Regions from separate parts of the Sus scrofa genome. Here all the other regions are linked to region 1. Evidence: chromatin contacts called from public Hi-C and promoter capture Hi-C data. All regions are on one chromosome and are shown on one strand. Each heading gives the region's core, a stretch centred on a gene start, on an enhancer-like site or on the middle of the called end of the contact. The rest is flanking DNA. Distances are from core to core; before and after follow the strand shown. Region 1 holds the start of SPRY1 (sprouty RTK signaling antagonist 1). Region 2 overlaps SPATA5 (spermatogenesis associated 5). Region 3 has its middle 210 kb from the start of SPRY1. Region 4 has its middle 130 kb from the start of SPRY1.

Evidence for each region. Promoter capture Hi-C pulls out the DNA fragments that hold promoters and counts their contacts. Hi-C and Micro-C count contacts between places; a contact is called where the count stands out from the background.
Region 2: a Hi-C map of liver shows a contact between it and region 1, with 7 times the contacts expected there. The contact joins the enhancer-like site here to the promoter of SPRY1 in region 1. A contact is called at or near these places in 1 of 5 promoter capture datasets (liver) and 6 of 47 Hi-C or Micro-C datasets (embryonic fibroblasts, heart right ventricle, liver and 1 more).
Region 3: a contact with region 1 is called in a Hi-C map of skeletal muscle, with 4 times the contacts expected there. The contact joins the enhancer-like site here to the promoter of SPRY1 in region 1. A contact is called at or near these places in 1 of 5 promoter capture datasets (liver), 13 of 47 Hi-C or Micro-C datasets (brain, embryonic fibroblasts, epiblast stem cells and 5 more) and 1 of 2 datasets of contacts at active chromatin or transcription factors (skeletal muscle).
Region 4: a promoter capture Hi-C map of liver shows a contact between it and region 1, with 9 times the contacts expected there. The contact joins the enhancer-like site here to the promoter of SPRY1 in region 1. A contact is called at or near these places in 3 of 5 promoter capture datasets (fetal liver, fetal skeletal muscle and liver), 12 of 47 Hi-C or Micro-C datasets (alveolar macrophages, brain, embryonic fibroblasts and 6 more) and 1 of 2 datasets of contacts at active chromatin or transcription factors (skeletal muscle).

The regions. Positions count from the first base shown.
Region 1 is chr8:100,859,491-100,862,415 of Sscrofa11.1, reverse strand. It overlaps SPRY1 (sprouty RTK signaling antagonist 1), which reads left to right and starts at 1,259. Exons shown (of 3, transcript NM_001267835.1): 1 at 1,259-1,658; 2 at 2,500-2,686.
Region 2 is chr8:100,994,104-100,996,891 of Sscrofa11.1, reverse strand. The region is part of intron 15 of SPATA5 (spermatogenesis associated 5); the gene reads left to right. Among named protein-coding and RNA genes, the nearest start is that of SPRY1, 130 kb to the right of the region's middle. Within about 2 kb of position 1,496, at least 16 of the 83 cell types and tissues checked have an H3K27ac peak or open chromatin away from gene starts, as enhancers often do. A contact at or near this core is called in liver, where this site is marked.
Region 3 is chr8:100,646,825-100,649,688 of Sscrofa11.1, reverse strand. It overlaps a transcript of SPRY1 not described here. Among named protein-coding and RNA genes, the nearest start is that of SPRY1, 210 kb to the left of the region's middle. Within about 2 kb of position 1,293, at least 6 of the 83 cell types and tissues checked have an H3K27ac peak or open chromatin away from gene starts, as enhancers often do. A contact at or near this core is called in skeletal muscle, where this site is marked.
Region 4 is chr8:100,726,530-100,729,590 of Sscrofa11.1, reverse strand. It overlaps a transcript of SPRY1 not described here. Among named protein-coding and RNA genes, the nearest start is that of SPRY1, 130 kb to the left of the region's middle. Within about 2 kb of position 1,315, at least 36 of the 83 cell types and tissues checked have an H3K27ac peak or open chromatin away from gene starts, as enhancers often do. A contact at or near this core is called in fetal liver, fetal skeletal muscle, liver and 3 more, where this site is marked.

The DNA.
Region 1 (2,925 bases), core at 10-2,509:
AGGACCCCCAAACTTCGCTCCCTTCGCTGCCACCCCTAAAAAAGCGGGTTAAAAAAAAAAAAATCCCACCCACGGGGAGCGGCGGCTTGGCCTCGCCGGCTTGTGTTCCCGGGCCCTGCACGGCTCTGTGACCCGCCTGTGGCTGCCGGTTCGAGCCCTGTCTCAGGCGCCGCGGAGTCTCGAGCGTCCGTGACGTGGATTTTCACGCGTCAGAAGCCGCCACTCCCGCCCTTCCCGCGAAGGAGCGACTGGACCCCGAGAAGCACCCTCGTTCTTGCTCAGCGGCGGGTCGGCGGGGAGGTCACGCACTCTTCTCCTACCGCTCCCTAGATCGCTATCAAGAGAGACTCGGAGAGCCCCCCGAAGGAAATTTTTTTCTGGCTCTTGGAAGGAAGCAGGACGAGAAGAGCCTGGGAGGTGGATGTTACTGAGCTGCGCGGCGCACGCGAGCCGTGAAAGATCTGCACCCGGCCGCGCGGAGTCCCTGGAGGATTGTTCCCCGCAGCCGGAAGGGGGCCGCGGGGAGCGCTCCTGCCCGGCGGCGGGGGCGGAGGAGGCTGCGGGTCGACCGGCCGCAGCTCAGGCCATGCCTCTCCGTCCTCTTCGCCACGGTTGATGCGGCGCTTGGTGCGTCGCCATCCGCACCAGGACCCCCGCCGGGTTGCAAAGCTTGGACCCCCGCCCCCGCTTCGGCCTAGGTGAGTGCGGGGCGGCAGCACTAGGCGGCCTAGGTCGCAGGGGCGGGAGGCTGCTGGCTGGGCGGGCTGGGCGGCAGGTGCCTTTCTGGGGAGCTGCGCGGGGGCCGGGCCGGCGCAGGGAAGGGAGGGGGGAGAGGGGGCGCCCCCCGCGTGCGGCGCGGCCCCTCCCGCCCGGGCGCTCGAGGCTGGGCAATCCCGCGGGCAACCTTCCGCCGCGCTAGACCGCCAGGCGGGGTTCCCCGTCCCCAGTCGCCTGCAGCGGTGGCGCCATGACCCGAGGTGTCCTCGCAGAAGCACCCTCCACGCTAAAGACGCTTTCAAGTAGGCTTTTGGAGGGTCCGGCGGGGGCGGGGCGGAGCTGCTCGGCGGGTCCTGGGGGCCGGGGGCCCCGAAACGGGCGTGTGCCGCAGCACACCCCGACTTCTCTGGTGACCCCTGGGCTGAGTCGGTGTGCGCCCGAGCGAGCTGCCACTTTATTCCCTGTAGTGAGAGCAGTGGAGCGGCAAGGGGAGGGGTGAGGGCACTGCCACTTTAAAAGCGGGGAAGTCCGCCCTCCTGAGGTAATGGTAACCTCAGCCTCCTCCCCTCCTCCTGCCCGAGAGAGAGAGGGAGCAAAAGAGAAAACTTGTTTTCATTCATAACTTTTTCCTTTTCCTTCCTCTCCGTCAACTATTTATTCCGCGCTGCTCTCCGCGCGGATCGCAGAGGGCGCAGCTCTGCCGCGGTAACTGGCAATGTGGCGACGCCGCTCTGCAGGCTCCGGCTCTTTAGGAATCCGGCTTTTCCGTTAAAGTGTAGACAGATATTTATTTATAACCCTCCCTGCCGCGGGGCTTGCTTTCCGCCGGCCACGTTCTCTCTGAAGGCTCTTCCTGATTTGTAAGCATCTTTGGTGGGATACGCCAAAAGGTTTTGGAAATCCGCGGTGATCCTTAGGATGTGATGGGATTGGCCGAAAAGGTATTCGACTTGGATTTGGGGTTTCTTGGGGCAAACAGGCGATCGAGAACCTGTGACCGTGTTTGGAACTAGATGGAGGACTGTCACTGCTTGAAAAGGGGCTTTACTTCAGATCAGAGGTGGCTCTTTCTCTTTGCTTTCTCCTTTTATCTGGTAGTCTCCTTTACCGCCCAGGATGATCTTCGTTACAACTAGCATTTAAAACTCAGATTCGGTTGTGCCTGGTGTTTTTTTCTACCTTCAGATCCACGGGTTTTTATGTGGGTTTTTTTGTGTGTTTTTTTTTTCGCTTGGAGTCTGACTTAGTACTTTTAGATTATTTTTGTTTTAAAAATAGTGGGTTAAAAAGTTTTTTGCGAGGCAGAATGATATTGTGCAGAATAACCATGGAGTATTTTGAACAGCCCTTAAGAAATCCAGGACTAAACCCAGCAGGTTGTGAATGTGTTTCTCCTTAAGTTCAGAGAAGGTATAAGAAAGTGGAAACGTGAAGATCTGCTTTGGGAGAATGAGGGAGGGGAACTGCAAGAAGTTAACGTGTAAGACTTAGTCCAGCGACACTCAGTGAAGTTGATAGATGAAATGGTCTTCTTTCCGATTTATTCCTTAAGCTGATGTGTTTGGCTCAAGGTAGAAGTGGAGAATGGATTTTTTTTTTCTTTTCTTTCTTGAATTGGATCAGATCTGTAGACTTTGGGAGGAATTTGTATGAAAATAATCTAATTTACAACCTTGAAAACAGAAATGTTTTTAAGTTCGATAGTTTGTTTTATGGAGAATACATTATAAGTGAGAAATAATTTACTCTTGGTATAGAAACGCAAATGCTTATTTTCATCAGGATATCACTGTACTTTATTACAAGAAGCACATTGATTCGGAGTTGGCAGTGCTTTTGAAAATCAAGATCTGGCACATAAATACAGATTTTTAAATTAGAGGAAATACAGATAATTAAAATGGCCAGGATTTCCCAATACTACTTTAAAGGCCTAACACTTATTTGTGCATGAAAGTTATCTCGTTAGGTGAGTGAGCCCTTATTTAAACTTACAAAAAATCTTTTCATGATTTCAATTGTGAATACTCTTAACACTCACCGAACTGTATATTGAGTTTTCTGTGTGTTTAGAGGCTGTAAAACACCAAGAACTGTATTTGTCTATGTTCATTTTTGCAATTTGTAGATTAATTAGCTAGTTTTAAAATTTTGGTTTCTGCTGTAAATGACCTTTTATTTCGAGATTTCATTTTAGTTTAGAATCTC
Region 2 (2,788 bases), core at 247-2,746, 130 kb before region 1:
ATATTAAAGTACCAAGAGGTTTAAATGATTTATTTAAACACAGCTAAAAAATAGTGGAACTAGAATTTTAACCCAGTTAGGGTGATTCTTTTGCCTTCATTTTTTAACCTGTATGCCAAATTACAAATTATACAGAAATTGAAAGAGTTGTAGAAGGTTGTATCAAAGAGAAGAGTTTTAAGCTGAAAGTTGAATAAGAAGTGGGGCTTGCCTAACAGACTAGGAGATAAAATGTCATTCAGAGCAGAGAGAATTATGTGTGAGGACAAAGATGCAGAAGGCAGCTTGAAGCTTCACTACCGGTAACTGCGTAGATGCTCTTGGACCCACAGAGTGAGAAAGGAAAAGTGGCTGCATATAACTTGGAAAACTCAAATCAAAATTATAGAAGCCTGAAACACTATACTTGAATTTGACTTTTTCCTTTGAGGTGCTATTAAATGGCTAGAAAACGAGAAGTTACAGTATTTGCAATTAGAATGATCATTTTAAAGAAGATGAAATAGAAGTGACAGTTTCAAGAGAGATTTAAGAGTTACCTTTAACATACCTATTCTTCAGTTGAATTTAAAGGAAGTGGGAAATGTCTAGAAGAAGCACAAGATTTCTTTGAAATAAATCAGAAGTGTTATCAAGGATTCACCTCTCTTCTCTAGTTTCAGGAATAATTTTCTCCGTGAATCATGATATATTGATATGTTTTCATTCAAGTAAAATGTAAAGGCTTAGTGCTGCTTTTCTTTACAGAAAAATACACTCCCTGCACTCACATACACACCCTTGATGATCATTTTAAATAAATAGGAGCCAATGGTAGTATATTTTCAATAAAGAGCATTTAATATATTCAGTGGGCATTGCCTTGGGTAAAATAGTATATGGAATTGGATCTGGAAAGCCCATTTAAAAGGTCATCTAATAGAGTCATTCTTAGTCTGGGGTGCACAAGCAGATTTCAGCTGAACTCAATGGAATTACTTGCAGAATTGTGTGGGGTATTTTCTCATCTTGTGTACTTTGAGAAGAATTCTTGTCAGAAGTACATAGGCCTCTCTGATTAAAGGACCATCATTTTCACACATGAGGGAACAGGCTGTTAGAGATATAAAGACTTGCCAAGGTCTTGAATAAGTTCTCTGGTGAAGGCAGTTTGCCCAACAATTTTTTAAACAGAGTTAATGTAAGACTACAGTGTCTATGACCTTGCGGCCAGAAGTGTTTCTTCTGGGCTTATTTCTTCATTGAGAATTGTTGTATGGTTTTTTTAAAAATAACAGAGCATGCTGTCATTCAAAATACATTCTTCCACCCTAATGTTGCAGAACAGTATTTTTAAAGAAATTCTAGGAAGGGTGTTAACTCATTCAGGGCTTTACAGGAAGGAAAGCTCTTTCCTACCGTTTTTTTTAAGCTAACTTTCACTGACAAGATCAGGCCAGAAAAAGCCTAGTTTGGCTGTTGGCCCAGACAGTGTTATAATCATTGAAGTGTACTCAACCTGCATTGCCCAGGGACAGCTACAACTTGGGGTGGGGGTGGAGGGCAGGAAGTACAGATGCATGCTGAGTGTTGTTCCATTGACTTAGATGACGTGTATGCCCTATATCCTCTGCCGTGTTGTTCTTTCAACTACTAGAAAGGAAATTTTAAAATAGCCTAGAATGAGTTTTCCCAGAAAGGTGAAAAGGATAACTTCAACTTAAAAAAAAAAAAAAACAAACAAGCCATTTGCAGCTGTATCCCCAGCAACAATAAAATAGAGGCTGGTACCTGTAGATGTGTTATAATTTTTTTGATGATAATTTTTTATATAATTTTGGTAAATTTTTAAATAATTTTTATACTTGTATCATATTTCAGAACAAGATTTTTTTTTTCTTGTCCCCTGATGCTGAGTATCATATTGTACTGGCAGGATAGTAAAGTAAAAAAGGTCTGATTCAACATTCTGAGACCCCCTGATTTCAGTTTAGTTTCTGCCATTTATTGTATGATCTTGGGCCTCATTTTCTTTTTCTTAATGGGGATATATGAATACTTAATTCATAGAATTTAGAATAATATTAAATGAAATATAGTACTGTGTGAAAATTGCTCTATAGATTCTGAGGAGTATATAAACATTAATTTTATTTATCTTAGATAATATTTTTAATAATTTGAAAAAATATGTTTACTTGGAGTTTCCTGGTAGCCTAGCAGTAGCTGAGGATCTGGCATTGTCACTGCTGTGGCTTGTGTTTGATACCCAGCAAGGGAACTTCTTCATGCTGAGGGCATAGCCAAAAAAAATAGGGAAGAAGTAATTCCCATGATTGAAGTACAGTTTTGAATTTTATGATAAAATACATATCAAGGAAGCTGATCATGCGTCATTTCTACCTAATGAACTAATGTTAAATGTAGAGAATAGTCCAAAAATAACTAAAGCATTCATTTTTAAATAAAATTACTATATTTACTTTGTTAATTAACTTTTTGCTTACTAATTTGTACATGACTTAAGAATTAATAGATACTTGATAAACCAATTAACATCATATTCTAGGTATTGAGACATGTGAAAAAGTATACAGCAGATTTTTCCAAAGTGAAAATGTGATATTAGTTTTTGGGATGTTCTATAATTAAAACCTGGGATAGAATTTCTATATACTACTGAAGATCCCTTTTGGAGATTTTTAATACTCATTAATATAAGCTGCAAAAATTCCTGCATATAGAAACTTGTTTAATTTTTTTTCTACCCAAGTGTTTCCCTAACTTATTTAACAAGAAAACCCCTTTT
Region 3 (2,864 bases), core at 44-2,543, 210 kb after region 1:
TGGCTGGCCTTGGGAAGCAGCCCTTCCAAAGGGAAAGGCTGCGATGTCACACTTAGTCAATTCTAGTTCTATTTTATCAAGAAAGATGTGTAGATGTGAAGTCCCTAGCCTGGCCTACATTTAGTGCAATTACTATTAATACCTTTTACTCCATACTGAACATTTATTTTATGTAAGTTGAAAATCCATAGCATGTAAACAATTTTTTTCCCCCACATGTCCTATGTTATATGGTAAGTCTCAGTTTATTACTCATTGGCATGTTCATCTGAAGCATTAGGAAATATGCCTATTTCCTGCTATTTATAATTTTAAATAGAACAAAATCTCAAATTAGAAAAAAATTTAGACACGTTTGTGACGTCCATCCTGCACTTTTGTAAGCAAGTATGCACTGTTACACTTATGAACCCACATACATAAAGGAAAGAAAGAAAGGAATTTGGTCTAGAACTTCTTGGTCCATTTCACTCTGACTTGATATTGTTTCCTTAGTCCACATCTAGAACCAGAAAGGGGTGGGTCATTGTAGCCCAGGCTAAGCTTGTGGCTTTTATTTCCTGCTTTCACAGGAACCAAGATATCCCAAGCACATATTTGGAAGGACTTGTGTTTTCATGATGTCTAGCTTGGTGTCTCAGTCACAGAGGATGGTGGAGTTTGGGTCCATTCCAAAGGGCAACTTCAAAGCCGAGAGCTTCAGACCATGAGGTCCCATTTACACATAGTTATTTCCATGGAGTAGGTGGCAGGTTCTCAAGATAATCTGTTTGTGAGATGGACACCAGTATTTCTAGGACATTTTTATAGCCAGCTTCACATGGTAATTACCCCCAGCATTGGAGTATTCAAGCAACTACTAAGCCATGGGCAGTGATGAAATTAGGTGTGAAGGTGAGCGGGGCTGCTCTCCACTGTGTAGTTAAAAACAAAAAGCGGGCACAGAGAGAGTACTTGCTCTGCCCTTTCTTCACCCACTGCATTTTCATTTCCCCCTCCACTCCCACAGAGGTCTCATAATGGACCCCAACATCCTATATTCAGCAGAGCTTTAAATATCTGAGCAGAGTACGAAATTGTAGTGAGGTTTTGGGCTTTGCTTTTCTTTCGGGTTTAATGTGACTTAGTAGGTTCAGCGTCCTTTGCATCTGTTCCTCAGACCACAGGCTCCTGAGGGCAGCTTCCCTTGGGGAGAGGGGCCCTGCAGCTGATGAGTACAGTTTGCCTGCTTCCTACCTCTCCTCTGCTCAGGTATTAGTTGTTCAGGCAGCTGATTCTATGCTGGCTCCCAAGGCCTCTTGCTCCATTTTAATTCGAGCCAGTGATGCAAAGTCCCCAGCCTGGCCTGTCAGAACTTGATAGCTCTGTAAACATTGAAATCTTTGTTGCCATAACACCAGGAAAAATAATATGGGATCCTGCATATAAATATAGCGGAGGCCTTTGGGGAATAGGAGCATTTCTAAATGACTTGAAGCTCTGTCATGGCATAATCTCTTATAAATAAATGTCAGCCTAGTCACTGAATGCAGACTGGATTTTTGCCTGCCCTTGGTGCTCAGCCTTCTAGACAATAGTTATGCTAAGGGATTATCTTTTAACATAGTGCAGTTATCTCCTTTGTTTGTTTTCTTTTTTCATTATTCACATAAGCCAAGGGAAATGAAAAGCATCTTATTTCAGGCAAAAGGGCCTGTGAATGATTAACTCTGGTTCCATGCATTGGGACTGCATAGCAACCCCTTGGCTTACGACTCAAAAAAGGCTCAAGGCAGCAACAGCAGCCCAGGGACCTGAGACCAACATTCTCAAATGAAGGTGGTGAGAAACAGATTAAGTCTAAACATTGTGTTTATGAGGAGAATTCTCTGTAGCTGGCTCATTTAACTTTGCATTGGTTTTATGGTACTTTGCTTGGTGGAGATGTGTTTTACTGACCTTTACTTTCCCATGTAGTCTTGCTTTTGGAGTATCCAGAATTTAAATTTGGCCATGATTATGGCCTAATCTGGCTTATTCCATCATATTTGATGTCTTTTCTCCCTAATCCTATCCCAAACTGGGCTAACGCTGGCTAAATTTCACATTAAAGAATGGACTTAACAGATAGCTTCATAATGACCTTAAGTTTTAATTTGAGCACAGCAAAAATTGTGGTAAATTTTGGCTCTCTTGGAATTAGATGTAGCACAGAGTATTAGAAGAATGGAAGAGAAGCAGATGGTGTGATTACATGGTGCCATTAAAACGATATGGGTGGGTTAAAGACCCACATTGTGCAAATATGAGGGACAGAATCAAAACCAATTCCATATTTTTTATGGACATTTGATGCTTAAACATTTATAGAACAAGGTCCATTTTCATGGAAAACAAGACCTGAGTTAAAAGAGTCATAAGAGAATGAAGTGTAAGCTAAGGACAGAGGAAACATTGGAAAATTTAGGAAAATGCAGTATAGTTAGAGTAGAGCCAGAATGTTTAGTACATTTAAATTTAGACTGCAAGTCAATCCAGATGTTTATTTATTAATGTTAAATAATGTTTCCAGTCTTGTTATAGAATACCAAATCCCAGGGGTTCCACTTCTGAGTTTAATGACAAATGCATGGTCTTTATTCTTTTCCAGCTCTGTTTTAATTTTAGGGGTTTTCTATAGGTATGATTTTCCTGTAAAAGTGTCTGCAAAGTCTTGAGCAGCTCCTGATGCCCATGAGTGAAACACGGGTCTAGCAAAGCTTCCCCCTTTCTGCATTTCTCTTCTTGCTTCCATGGCAATAAAGAAACTTGGCATAAGAATATAATCTGTTCCTGCCTGTTTCTCATCTGAAGTCATAAACTTCTGCCATCCCACCCAAGACTAG
Region 4 (3,061 bases), core at 66-2,565, 130 kb after region 1:
GCTGGGTCTGACCCCTCACACCTGCCATTTATGGGCACAACCTCCCCAAGGTGTCTGTATTTTTCTCCCAGGTTGTTTTGTAGAAGACGACACAGAGCCTAGGAGGGATCTACATGGTAAGAGTTGCTTTGTTAGAATCATCCTAAATGCTTGTTGAATACCTAGAGGAGCGAACACTTCACTGGTACACACCATCTTTGTAGACTTTATGTGAGGTCTGGGTTTGTTGCTGTTCTTGAGTTACTTCTCTGAGGACCACTGGGGGTGGGGGTAGGAGAGGGGAACAAATGGAAGAGAGTTGAGCTTTGACAATCACAGTGGAAAAGCTGTGGGAACCTCCCTGAATATGCCAGGGCCAGGCACCAGTGCTCTAAAAAGATGTCCTCAGTAGCATTTGGGGGGGATTGTATGGTGTTCATGGACCGCTGGTTATTGCATAACTGGGTCAGTAAGAGGTCAGGGAGGCAGGAGCGGGGAAGCTGTGGGCTTAGAGGTGGAACTAGCCGCCCTCCCAATCGGTGTGCAATCTCTAGAAAGAACATAAAACTAAAAAACGCCTGTTTGGGGGAGTTTTCTTTATCACAAGATCAGGAGAGGAGATAGCTGCACTCCTTCCACTCTGCATATGACACAATACAAGTATCATCAGAAAAAGCCCCATTCTGAGAGAGCAGTTAGAGTAAATGCACGCGAGGAGATTTAGGTCACCCCTGGCCCAATCTGGTGGTGATTTGAATCCCTTTTAGTACTTGAGAAAGGAATGTTTCATCTGAAGTGGAGTAGCCCTGAGCGTATCCCCTCCCCCTTGCAGGTGGCTGATGGTTCCTGGGGGATGAGCTGCTTCCTCCAGGGAGCTCCCTCTGCAGCTGGGATAGAGGCGTGTTTCTGCAGCTGTCTAACCTTTAGCTTTATCTGTCTCTCGGTGACCTCTTTGTTTTATAAGTCCGTTTATTTGCTTGTGCAATTGAGTTTTCTTAGAAATAGAACAGAGCTAGAAAGAGGCCAATGTTTTGGCGGTTTCCTCTGAAGGAGGAGCAGCAGTCGTGGGACCAGGCATGGCAGAAGTGGCCGATGCCCTCACAGCCCCTAGGGTTGGTTTATTTTCAGACCGTGTAGTGAGGTCTAGTGGGCAGAGAAAGACCATCTCCCTTGTTGGAGGTAGAAATATCTGTGGGGTTTACCAGCTAATTACTTCTCCATGCCTTGGGAGTTCAGAGAATTTGCTTAGCAACTGGCCTGACCAGTCCCCCCAGCCCTGCTGCCCCCCGACATTACTGGACTTACCGGTGGGGCCGATGGAGCAGTTTTTGAGCTAAACAAAGATTCAGCATTTTGTGAAAAGGGTGCCACTCTTTTCCTCGATGGGACCTGAGCCTGTAACCCAGTCCAACAAAACGAGGGGGAACATGCCAAAAAAAACTTTTTGAGAAACAGCACAGGCAGTAGGAAATCATACTGGTCAGGGCTTGTTTTCCTGGCGCAGGGCCTCATTCCAACCTGTTGCAATCAGCTCTCTGAGTGTCTATAGGGACACCCTGGTGGAGGGGCCCCTCGGAGGAAAGGAACTTGTACATGGCTGTTTGACTGGGCTCCTTGCCAGGGGCTAAGTTCAAAGTGCAGTTTCCAGTAATTTGCTGGGACTTCTCTGTGGGTTTGATAGGCCAGGACAGAAGCCTGCAAGCCGAAGTAATATTTCCTGAATTCTGTCATTTCTTAAGAAGAGGAGGAAGGTGTGTGGAGGGGACTGGGGCTTGGCGGGCTTTTGTTGGCTCTGAGAGCAGATGGGCCTCCTTCCTCCTGCTTCCCTGGCCCTTTCTCCTCCTCCTGTCTGGGGTCCTGGGAAGCCTGGCCCTGGACTGGCATTGCCTGAGCATGCCCCCCCGCCCTCGCCCGGGCACCCATGATATGCCCACCGGGTGCAGACTTTCGGCCCTCTGTTGATGGACTGCGTGCGCTGGCATTATTTGGAGCCATAAAGTTGTCGAGTAATGGCAGCATGTTCTTGTTTTCTCATATCTGCAGGATGAAAGTGAACATTTTTATAATCCTTCCCTCCTTTCAAGCCCCTTCGTGAAACATGTGGGCTTGATTAAAGGGGAAAAAAGAGCTACAAAGAGAAGTTAGAGTTTACACTCCTTCCCCCCAGCCCTCTTCCCAGTGCGCTGCGGGCAGGGCCCATCTTCTTGTCATTTCACCTTCGTGTCTCCCCCCTGCGTCTGGCAGAGGACTTGACACGTAATAATTCTGAATGAATCTTTATTCAATGAAGGGGTATGGGGAGCAGTGGAATCTCATTTCAAAGCAGTGTTTGGTAGAACAGTGTCCTTTCTATGGCAGGTAGAGGCTCGTAGGAATGATGCTTTATTGATTTGATTATGGCTCATTTTCTGTAACAAGGATTGTCTTCCAGAAATGTGTGCTGTGGTCTCTGTATCAGTCACGCTACTTGGAAAGGACCCAGCTGAGACGATAGGCACGAGGAACAGAGGGGAGAGGCGTAGTGGGCAGTGGTGGGAGCTGGGGTGAACTCCAGATTCTTTCCTTCTAGCACCACATGGCCATCACTTTTCAACTGTCCTCCCACTACCTCAGACACCCCTAAAGCCACAAGGACAAAGCCCCAGGAATATGCTAAGGGATGAGGGGGTTAAAGGGCCTGAAAATAGCCTGGGCCACAAAGTTCCTTCTCCATCTTCCTGAATTCTCCGGCTACACATTTATTTTCCTTTGCGAATTCGCCTCAGAAAGACTAACTCTCTGTGCTGCTCTTCCTCTAGTCTGAAACTTGAATTATAGCAATTTAACATTATAACATAATTCCACTGCAATAAAGCAATTTGGGGCTGGCAGTGGTGATGGAGTGGATGGTGGTGGAAATGGGGAGCCGAGAATCGACTGCAATGGATTTTTTTCTGCCTTGGTTTAAGAAATGTTAGTGTAAAGCCATGTTGGTTTGAAATCTTATTTAAATATTTTAAATTGAGGATGGGTGCTATGTAAAATGATCTAAACATGTACCTAAATGATGCCAGAAGCACTAGGTAAATGTTTAAAGCAAGAT